Linked DNA regions of Zea mays: region 1 is linked to region 2. A link is a contact called in public Hi-C data. All regions are on one chromosome and are shown on one strand. The core of a region is the stretch at or near the end of the contact, and the rest is flanking DNA. Distances in the headings are between cores, read along the strand shown. Region 1 holds the start of LOC100170241. Region 2 holds the start of LOC103637187 (Transcription repressor OFP17).

Region 1 (5,419 bases), core at 76-2,575, 440 kb before region 2:
GGTATTCATGTGGTAGACATGGATGCAGAAGTACCTATTAGAGGTCGATCAAGGCGAGATGGATCCACAGTCACAAATCTTCACTACTACCGCACCGAGATATTTTTTGTTATTCTTGATAAAATCAATACAGAGTTGTGTCATCGGTTCAGTGAAGTTTCAAGTGAGTTGCTAGTTGGTTTTGCTTGCCTTGATCCAAAGAAGTCATTTTCTATGTTCAATTTGGAGAAGCTTGTTAAGCTTGCTAAGTTATATGATCAAGATTTCATAGTTGTTGATCGTGCAATGTTAAGAGAGCAACTCGAGACATATATTATTCATGTAAGAAGACATGTTTCAAGTGAGTTGCTAGTTGGTTTTGCTTGCCTTGATCCAAAGAAGTCATTTTCTATGTTCAATTTGGAGAAGCTTGTTAAGCTTGCTAAGTTATATGATCAAGATTTCATAGTTGTTGATCGTGCAATGTTAAGAGAGCAACTCGAGACATATATTGTTCATGTAAGAAGACATGCTGCTTTTAGTACTTGTGAAGATATTACATCTCTTTCTATTAAGATGGTTCATATTGGAAATCCATTGATGATGAGCTTATTATTCGACGATTTCAACGTCTCAAAACTAGAAGGATGCAATTGTCTCGGTCAACAAGAACTTAACGTATGTTTGTTTTTTTATTTATATGGTTTTTTCTTTGAATTTGTATTATGTATTGATATAAAACTTGAATTTTATGCGACAGTAGTTGTTTACGGTGTGACTTGATTTTATCATGTGATTTTTTGGCCCACCCTGAGTTCTTGTCATGCGTCCGTCACTGCTATCGTTTACTATTCAAAATGGCTTGTTTGGGATTAAGAATATTGCAGGGGATTAAGGGGACTAGAATTCCTTACTATTTAATTTTAAACTTACCAAAAGTTCACTTAGATTTAGGAAAATAAGTAAAGAATTTGTGTAATATCTTGATTGTTGTCCCGATGCCGCATACGGGTATTAGTCTAGTAAATAAAAATATTATAATTCCTATGGTAACAAATAAATATATGTCACAACAAATCCAATAATATTTATTTGATAATATAAATATTATTTTTTAAATTTATAGTGAGTTAAACTTTAGATCTTTTAAATTGATATTGTTCTAAAATTATTATTTGACGGCGCACCCCTTCCTAGTCTCCGATCCCCGTTCCCGTTCCCGTTCCTATTCCCGGGAGGAGACGGTGTCGTCTGTCTCTCGCCGTTCTCGTTCGTGCCAATCCAGGCGAAACAAACGGCGTGACGAGAGCGGCAGAGCGTCAGCGTCCCCCCGCGGCCACCGTACCGCATCGTCGTCGTCCCCAGCCAACCCAACCCAGCGCACCCCAAACGAATCCAGCCCCACCTCAGCCGCGGCGCGGACCTCGGAATCTCAGCGCCGGTGTGCTCACGGCACCGCAGGGCGCGGCGTGGCCATGGACATGGACAGGGACAGCGTGGAGTGCCTCTCCCTCCCAGACGCTGCCATGGACGTGGACAACGTCGACGGCCACCCGCACCACGGCCATCTCGGTCTCCCGCTCCACCCCGCCCACCTCCCATCCTCTGGTGCCGGGCGCGCGTTCCCCAAGGTGAATGCCGGGGGCGGCGGAGCGGGCCCGGCTGTAGCGGGAGCGGCGGGCGCAGCAGGAGCAGGCGGAGGGCCGCCGGCGACCAGCGTGCACGAGCTGCTCGAGTGCCCCGTCTGCACTAACTCCATGTTCCCGCCCATCCATCAGGTTGGTGCCGTGCTCCCAGTGCACCGATTTCAGATAGGGTTGCGTGCGGATTTGGGGATCTCGGTGGGGGGAAGGCCAGGATCTTTACAGAGGAATCGAATTAAATTGACTTATTCTTGGCGGATTTTACTCTTCCGAAGGGCTGATTTGGTCGACAGAGAATAGCGAGAGGATTACTCCCCATAGATCCCTCTATTTCCCTGCCACCAAACCAGCCCGAATGGGTAATTTGCTCCCTGTTGACCGAGTCATTTAGCTTCGAATTAATTGTAATTAGAATGTCTAATTGGGTGCGTTTGGATTACTCGTCTGTAAAACCATCCGCGAATTGGGCCTTCGTTGTCAGACGATTTGGTCAGTTCTGCGTTAGATAATTAGATTTCAGATGAATCGTGTATTTCGCTATGCATCTGAGTTGGACGCGTTTTGGTACACGGAGTCTCCGCTTGTCCTAGCCGGTCTATTTGGATTTTTCGAGGATACAAATATTGCATTTGTTCTTTTCGCTATCTGCAAATGGTTTGGAATAGTGAGAAACAAACTGTCAAGATGCTTATTTGTTTCTTCTCGGTCTCATTTTATATTGTTTGTTAATCTAGTCTACCTAGGAAATGCAGTACTACTTCTGAACCGAAATGATCTCGACCATGATCCACTGCCTTATAATTGTTGAAAACGCGAAAGAGGCTCTAGCTGAGTTGGTTAGTTGGTTTGAGTAGCACTTCTCAGGTTCTGGGTTTGACTCTCCGTGCTGGGTTTGACTCTGCGTGCGAGCGAATTTTAGGTTGTGGTTAAAAAAATACTCTCGCCTGTCACACGCCAAAACACAGGCCTAAGGCCGGTCGCGGTCGTTTTTCACATGGGCTATGATGTTGCTGTGTATGGGTGGAGCAGGGGTTTGGGAGTTTTCTCGACCTGCGTGAAAATGTCTTCTTCTTAATATAATGACCGGTGATGGTCTTACTCCGCAGGTCGAGTTTTTATAATTGTTGAAAACATAGAGTATTCACTTTGTTGGAGCACGAGATTAACTGGAAGAGAATAGTATACTTTTCCCAGAGAACCCAAATGTCTGGAAAAGAACAGTATACTTCTTAATATGATGTGCTCGGCCTTGATTTTATTTAATATTCTCTTGTTAAACTGCTTTTATTTTCCATTTTTTAGTTTTTATAAAATGTGCTTGTTTTGGATGAACATGCTGATGTAAGTTTGTAGCCACTTTTTTCTCTCTTTCTAGTTATCTCCATTGAGTCCAGTGGTCAAGAAATATGCTGAGCTAATGAAAGGGGTATAAGTTTTCCTTTATTCTGTGACTGATTTTTTGTTGTCTATAGTAGGAATTTGTGAACAGGGTTTATATCTTATGACATATAACTAAGCTCATAAGTGTTTCAAAATCTACAGCTGCTTTGCTTGAGATGGTTTTGGAGTAATAATTGTTTTAGTGTATGTGGTACTAGCATGTAATTTCAGGTAGACGCGCATATCTGTTGTGCTAGAATGTTGACCCATGATGTTCCTTTTGTTTATTTTCGTTTACTCCCATTGCTTGTTTCTTCTGGACTGGATTTAATCTGACTGTTGTTTTTTTGTGTGTTTTTGGTTCGGCTTTGTCTCTGTTTTTTGTAAGGTGGATTGATCTTTTTTCATTTCTTATATAATGATGGGCAGCTCTCCTGTGAAAATTTGAAGAAAAAGGTATTCATGGCAAGTGAAGAAGTAAACTCAGCCTAAATGCAAACATAGGCACTTTCAAACTCTTAAACCAATGCAAGAATACCCTATTGGCACTAGAAAGAACAACATGATTTGATTTGGATGTCGCTAGTGGGCACCACAGTCTTGGTTTGTCATCCCAATCATGGAAAATCTCCAAAAAAAGAATATTTTTACCATTTGTATTATACATGAACGATGGCAAAAAGGGGAACCAGGTGGTTTGGTCTTTCCTGCATTGCAGTTCATATGAGAATATACTAAAACTTATTATTTTTCTGAATTGGGTGCCACATTATGATGTACTTTGCACAGTTTTTAGAGTTTGAGGGTTCCATGTAGCTGTTTTGAAGTTGATGCTTGATTTAACAAACTTCCTCTGGAGATAAGGTGGCTTCAGATCTTGGATTGGCTTGTTAGGAGCCTATCCCTGCATGGAAAATAAGGTGAAATCCTTTTTGGATCAAGAGGAAGTTTATCTTTCCACCTCACCCATGTATCCTTCCCCTCGTTGATTTTTTTGCTTTCCTTTTCTTTTTCAAATACTTCTGGGACCAGGGATCACTAAACAGTTCCCTCTTTGTGTTAAACTTAATAATCTTTAGTTATGCACTGATGCACTCATAAGTGTTAATGATACACAATGTGAATTTTGTAATCAAACTGAGTTCTAGTTAGCAAGCCAGGCAGTGGGCTGGCACCTGGGCGTGTTTGGATGGCAGCCTCTCAGGCAGCTGCCTGGCGGGCGAATGATTCTGTACACAGGCAGATGAAATCGGACGCCTGGTGTTGCTGCCTGCCGCCTGGGCCAGGCAAGAATGTGCCGCCACCATCCAAACACGTCCAGAGTCTACTGGGCAGGCTGGGAGGTGATTAAGTTCCACCTAGGCAGCCATCTTAGAGCAGTTTTCCTATTACTTTGATCTGTGCAATTTCTTTGAGGACTATCCACATGTTCTGAGGAAACATGCAATTTTTTCTAATGCTAGAATCATATATAATACAGTAGACAAATGAATATGGTTCCATTCTGTGGTTCGGTAAAGCCTATTTATCAACTACATTCCTTTCAGAAATGTAGAATACTTCCATAGTTGATTGTTGGATTTTTGTTTTTTTAACAGTGTCAAAATGGACATACTTTGTGTTCGACATGCAAGGCCAGGGTGCACAACCGGTGCCCTACATGCAGACAAGAGCTTGGTGATATCAGGTGCTTAGCATTGGAAAAAGTAGCAGAGTCACTTGAGCTTCCATGTAAGTACTGCTCTTTAGGTTGCCCAGAGATCTTCCCGTACTACAGCAAGATAAAGCATGAAGCACAGTGCAGCTTCAGGCCATATAACTGCCCCTATGCTGGCTCTGAATGTGCTGTGGCTGGTGATATTCCATTCCTTGTTGCACATTTGAGGGATGATCACAAAGTTGATATGCACAGTGGCTGCACGTTCAACCATAGATACGTCAAATCCAACCCGCGAGAGGTTGAAAATGCCACCTGGATGCTAACAGTAAGATTAAACTAGCTCTGAATTATTCTTTATCTGCTGCTCCATCTATTTTCATATGTGTGGTGTATGAACTAATTACTGGTCCTAAACATCATATATTTAAAAGTGGAGGGATTATCTATTTCCTATTGCTGATCTTGTGATCCATGTTTACAAGTAAAATATGTGTATTGTCAAGTAATTTGACTGGTTGAATGTTGCTTTTCGGTTCAGGTATTCCATTGTTTTGGGCAGTACTTCTGCCTGCACTTCGAGGCATTCCAGCTCGGAATGGCTCCAGTCTATATGGCTTTCCTCCGATTCATGGGTGATGAGAATGAAGCAAGGAACTATACATATAGCCTAGAGGTTGGTGGTAATGGGAGGAAAATGGTATGGGAAGGTACTCCTAGAAGCATCCGTGACAGCCACCGCAAGGTCCGTGACAGCCAT
Region 2 (4,853 bases), core at 2,294-4,793:
TATATGAAGAGTATATGGATAATAAAAATATAGTGGCCATACTTCAGGTGAACATGCTAGGAAAAAAAATCTAAACCCATTTCTATAAAGCTGGAACAAACATGGCTCACAAATGGATGCACCATTCTAGAGAACACTAACTAGACATCCAATAATTTCACAATTCTCATGCATTTTCAGTGTATTATAGACCGCAAAAGTTTTTCTTCATTTTGTACGTAGCATAAGTTAAGGAACCCAAAGTTTTATGTTTTTCGGAGGTAGTTTGCTATTATGGGTTATTTAAATAAATTTCTGCTTGACAATATAAAGTAACTACATGTTGAACTAGAGCTACTCTAAAATGACTAGAAATTAAATGGTAGCAAATTTCTAAACAGGGTCACATGGTCCAGTGAACCAATTTTGGTGGAGGTGGATGGAATATTATATTATTTTGAAGGGATAGTTCAACATTCTTTCTCTGTTTCAACATAAAATAAATGTAATAATAACAAAATAGGTCAGAAAAATACAAGATTCTATGTAGGGCCATACTTTTGGTCCACAGGCTTGCCAAAAATCTAATATTAAGTTTGGGGCCATACTTTAAGGGTTATGAGAGAGTTAATGGTCACAACATTTACTAGTGTTTGTGCCACTAGCATCCTGCAGTGAAGACCAACATCATTGTCAGTTATGGGTTATAACCAACAATGATGGCCTCGCGTCATTGTAAAGGGCTGTTTGGTTTGATTAGTCCCTCTACTTTAGTCTCATTTAGTCACTAAATTATCAAACAGTGAGACTAAAATAGATACTAAATTGTTTTAGTCTCTAATCCCTCAAGGAATGACTAAAAGGGACTAAATCATATAAATTTCATTTTTTGCTCCTCCTTTATTTAATTGCACTAATAGCGGGACAATTCTAATGGGTATTTTGGTCCTCTTATGATTCATTTAATGCGCTTTGAATACTTTTAGTCCCTAAAACAAAACAGGGTAGGGACTAAACTTTAGCCCCTAGATAAAAGGAATCAAACATGCCCTTAGTTGTACATGGAAACTACAGCGATATACTAGTATCACTATTGGTTTTAACTACAACCAACAATGATGGCTCATCCCATATACGATTTTTTGAGTTCCAGTTTACAGGTGCATTGGTACCAGGCCCCAACATTATCCTTGATGCCACCATCATACACACCACCATGACAAGAGCCCTATCCATCGTCCTATCAATTTTCATCATTTTTTGAACTTGTACTGAATTCACGTGTTTTGTAAAAAAAAATCCAAAACAATAATTTTTTTAATTAGGGGAACACTCCCACCAAACACAACCATCACCAATGCCCTATCCATCATCCTATCCATTTTCATCATTTTTTTGAACTTGAACTGAATTCACTTGTTTTGTGATCGGTGAGATTCGAACTCGTAACCTCTCTCACGCGCAATCTCCTCTACCAATACATCACTATATCACTAATGTCTATATTACGTTTTTCTTCCCCATGTATTATAACAAACTGAAAGTAAATAAATTATTTGAGACACTAAAATAATTCAAATGAAAATATTTTCAACTATAAAGTTGTATAACTTTTCAAGATCTACAACTTTCATATTGATAGTTTCTTCATTCGATGTCGTTTAAAAAAATTTGAATTTCAAATTTGAAAACTTCAAACATATTTTTCTATGACAAGATGATTTCAAATAAATAAATATCAATTATAAAGTTTCGTAACATTTGAAGACCTACAACTTTTATGTTGGTGGTTTTTCCATCCGAGGTCATTTGAAAAATTCGAATTTTAAATTTCAAACAAAGTTTTGTATGACAAGATGATTTCAAACAAAAATGTTGTCAACTACAAAGTTTCATAACTTTTTAAGATCTACAACTTTCATTTTGATGGGTTTTTTCATTTTGAGGTCATTTTAAAAATTCTAATTTTAAATTTTTAAAAGACATAGTTTTCGTTGACAAGATGACTTAAATAAAAAACGTTGCCAACTATAAAATTCTATAACTTATAATGATCTACAAAGTTTATATTTGGTTGTTTGGTCATTTATTCGTCTCATATGTTGGTTCTAACACTATTCACAAATTTTATACATCTCTTGTGTAGTTTTATAAACTACGAGAGATATAGTTTTTATAAATAAATTTACTTTTATTTTGTCATATGAACAATTGACCAAAATATAAATTGTATATATTGATGAGTTATATAAATTTATAGGTGAAAACTTTTTCAATTGAATTAATTTACTGCTTCAAAATGCGATTTTTAAATTATCTTTACTTGGTGTTGAAAAAACACTAGGTAAAAAAGCTCTTTGCCGAGTGTCAAAAAAAACTCTCGGCAAAGAAACTCTTTGCCGAGTGTCGGCACAGAAAAATTTTGCCGAGTGTTTTTTTACCAATTGGTTTTTTTTGTGCCTGATAAAAACACTCGACAAATTATTTGGCACTCGACAAAAAACAGATTTCGGTAGGGACTATGAATCAATCAATCCCAGATCTTTGTCTCGCTGATTATACACAAATGATTATGCGATAGAAAGCCGCGGGTATGTGGATATATTACAGAACATCTTAGTGTAACTTAGACCGTGTTCTAAACCTTAGCAACTAATTGCTAAAACTGGCTAATAACATATTAGCTGATTAACAATTAACTCTAGAGGTTTAGAAGGAACATGGTCTTAGTACAGTACTATTTACATAATGTCGATGAGATGATGCAACCTGCAGATTCTTGAGCAGTACGTGTCTACGTGATCAAGCAGTGGACATGGACTCGGAGCCATAGCCGCCGCCGCCTTCGATGTCAACTTCGTCAACCCCTTGCGTGGAACAGGTCATTGCAGAGCTCGCCATAGAAGGACCACACCAGCTCGATGAAGACTGGTGACCTGAGCCGCTCCCAGCATTGCAGGAGCTCCTCGACGTCCTTCAGGTCCCTCGCTTTCCCCTCCTCCACCAGCATCTCCATCAGATAGCTCTCGAAGCTCCGGCACGCCTCCTCCTCCTCCTCCTCCTTCTCTTTGTCTTCGTCCTCTCCGCCTCCCCTAGCAGCTATCCTCTCCGACCGCAGCCGCGCCACCACCTTCATGTACGCTGGCGTCTCTGTGGACGACACCGGTGCGACTGCGATGACCGGAGTCTCGTGCACCACTGTTTGCGGTGCGGGTGCCGGTGCTGCTCTACGCGCGGCCTCGCCTTCGGCTGTAGAGGTCGCCGGCGCGGTCGACATCGGGACGAGCGGCCAGAAGACAGCGCGCACCGACCGGAACGTCCTGTGGCGGCGACGGCGGCGCGGGCTCATCCTGGTCGCTGCCTTCCGGAGGCTACGGAAGCGGAAGGCCCTGATGGAGAGGTTAGCCGGCGCCGGGACGCGGAACAGCCGCGTGAGTGCACGCCGGCATGGCGCGAGGATGCCGCACGTCACGCAGGAAGGCGATTTGTTATGAGACGAGGAAACCCGCATCACTACTGGAAAGTGATGGGCGCGCAGCATCAAACTGTTGATTTGGAACGGCACCGCATGATTTGAGCTGCATGCGTAAATATATATATATATATATATATATATGGTTGACTCATTGACTGCGTGCGTAGCTCCTCGTCGTTGCAGCGATGTGGTGTGCACGAACGTACGAATATATATAGCATTATATGTCATATGAACTGGGACACGTACTGGGTAGCATTATTATGTGCCATAAGAATGGGGTGCCACTAAGTAGTCGTTACCCTAATATGAGCCGTTTAATAACGAACGTGAGTGCCTGCACTGCACACATATATGATCCATATTATTATATATTTAAGCTACAAGACAGTCATTAGATCAATGTGAGTCATTTTAGTTCATATCTCTACAACTATTAAGCCCTTAGTGTAGACCGCCCCCGCCGCTACCCAACGCCCCCCTCCCCCGCTGCCGCACGCCTGCCAGGCCCCGCGCAATCCCACGCCCACCGCGAAATCCGCCGCCGCGCATCTCGCACGCCCTCAGGCCCGCTCGCCCGCTGCCGCGAACCCCTCCGCTACACCGCAGCACATCTCCACGACCCGCGAAATCCGGCGGCGTGAGGCGATGACCCGCCATCCCTCCTCCCCACGCCCCCTCTCTCACCTACTCTCTCACCTAACTGCCCAGCTCCGATCTCGCCGCCGACGCAACCTAGACCGATGATCTCGACAGAAGGCCGGCGGGTCGCAGGGCGCTCGAGCTGCCGCACAACCCCTCCTTCGAGCGAGCCGCAGCCGGCCCCCGCTCGCGTCCCCGTCGCCTATACCGCGTCACCACACCGCCCACGCCTCAGCCGCCCTGACCCCGGCGCATTCTCCTCTCGGTGCCGACTGCCGAGATCTCCCCGGCCCTCTCCTGAGAGGAGTGCCCGCTCTTGACCCGATGTCCGCGATGACGGTGGCGACTCTGCAGGCGATGGACGCGCTGTCGCGGTGGGGGATCATGCTGCGGGACTCTCTGCGGCGAAGCCAGGGGAACACGAACGGCATGGTCACCATCCTCGGCTCCTTGAACCACCGCCTCTCCGCGCTCGAGGCCGCAATGCACCCCACCCACGGCCTTAGAGTCGCTCGTTCCCGCCCGCGTGCAGTCGGTGTGCACGAGCCTCCGGTGGTGCGGGCCAGAAAGAGCTAGGCCTGCGAGGCGCGCACGGGACCTCGGAAAGCAGGGATCAGGCCGCGCCACTGCTCGCAGCCACAACGTCGAACAAGTCACGTGCAGGGAGCAGTGCAGCGCCATGGTGCTGCCTACCACGCACTCGCGCAGGGCGTATCACTCACCTCTTTGCTCGAGCCAAGCTGTGAGCTTGGAAGTG

Evidence for each region. A called contact is a pair of places that touch in the nucleus more often than the background predicts.
Region 1: a contact with region 2 is called in a Hi-C map of leaf mesophyll, with 3 times the contacts expected there. The contact joins the promoter of LOC100170241 here to the promoter of LOC103637187 in region 2. A contact is called at or near these places in 5 of 25 Hi-C or Micro-C datasets (ear, endosperm, leaf and 2 more).

The regions. Positions count from the first base shown.
Region 1 is chr8:112,912,811-112,918,229 of Zm-B73-REFERENCE-NAM-5.0, reverse strand. LOC100170241 reads left to right here and starts at 1,325. Exons shown (of 3, transcript NM_001130122.2): 1 at 1,325-1,757; 2 at 4,601-4,987; 3 at 5,201-5,419. The coding sequence starts at 1,455.
Region 2 is chr8:112,471,556-112,476,408 of Zm-B73-REFERENCE-NAM-5.0, reverse strand. It overlaps LOC103637187 (Transcription repressor OFP17), which reads right to left and starts at 3,543. Exons shown (of 1, transcript XM_008659438.2): 1 at 2,487-3,543. The coding sequence starts at 3,520. The coding sequence ends at 2,840.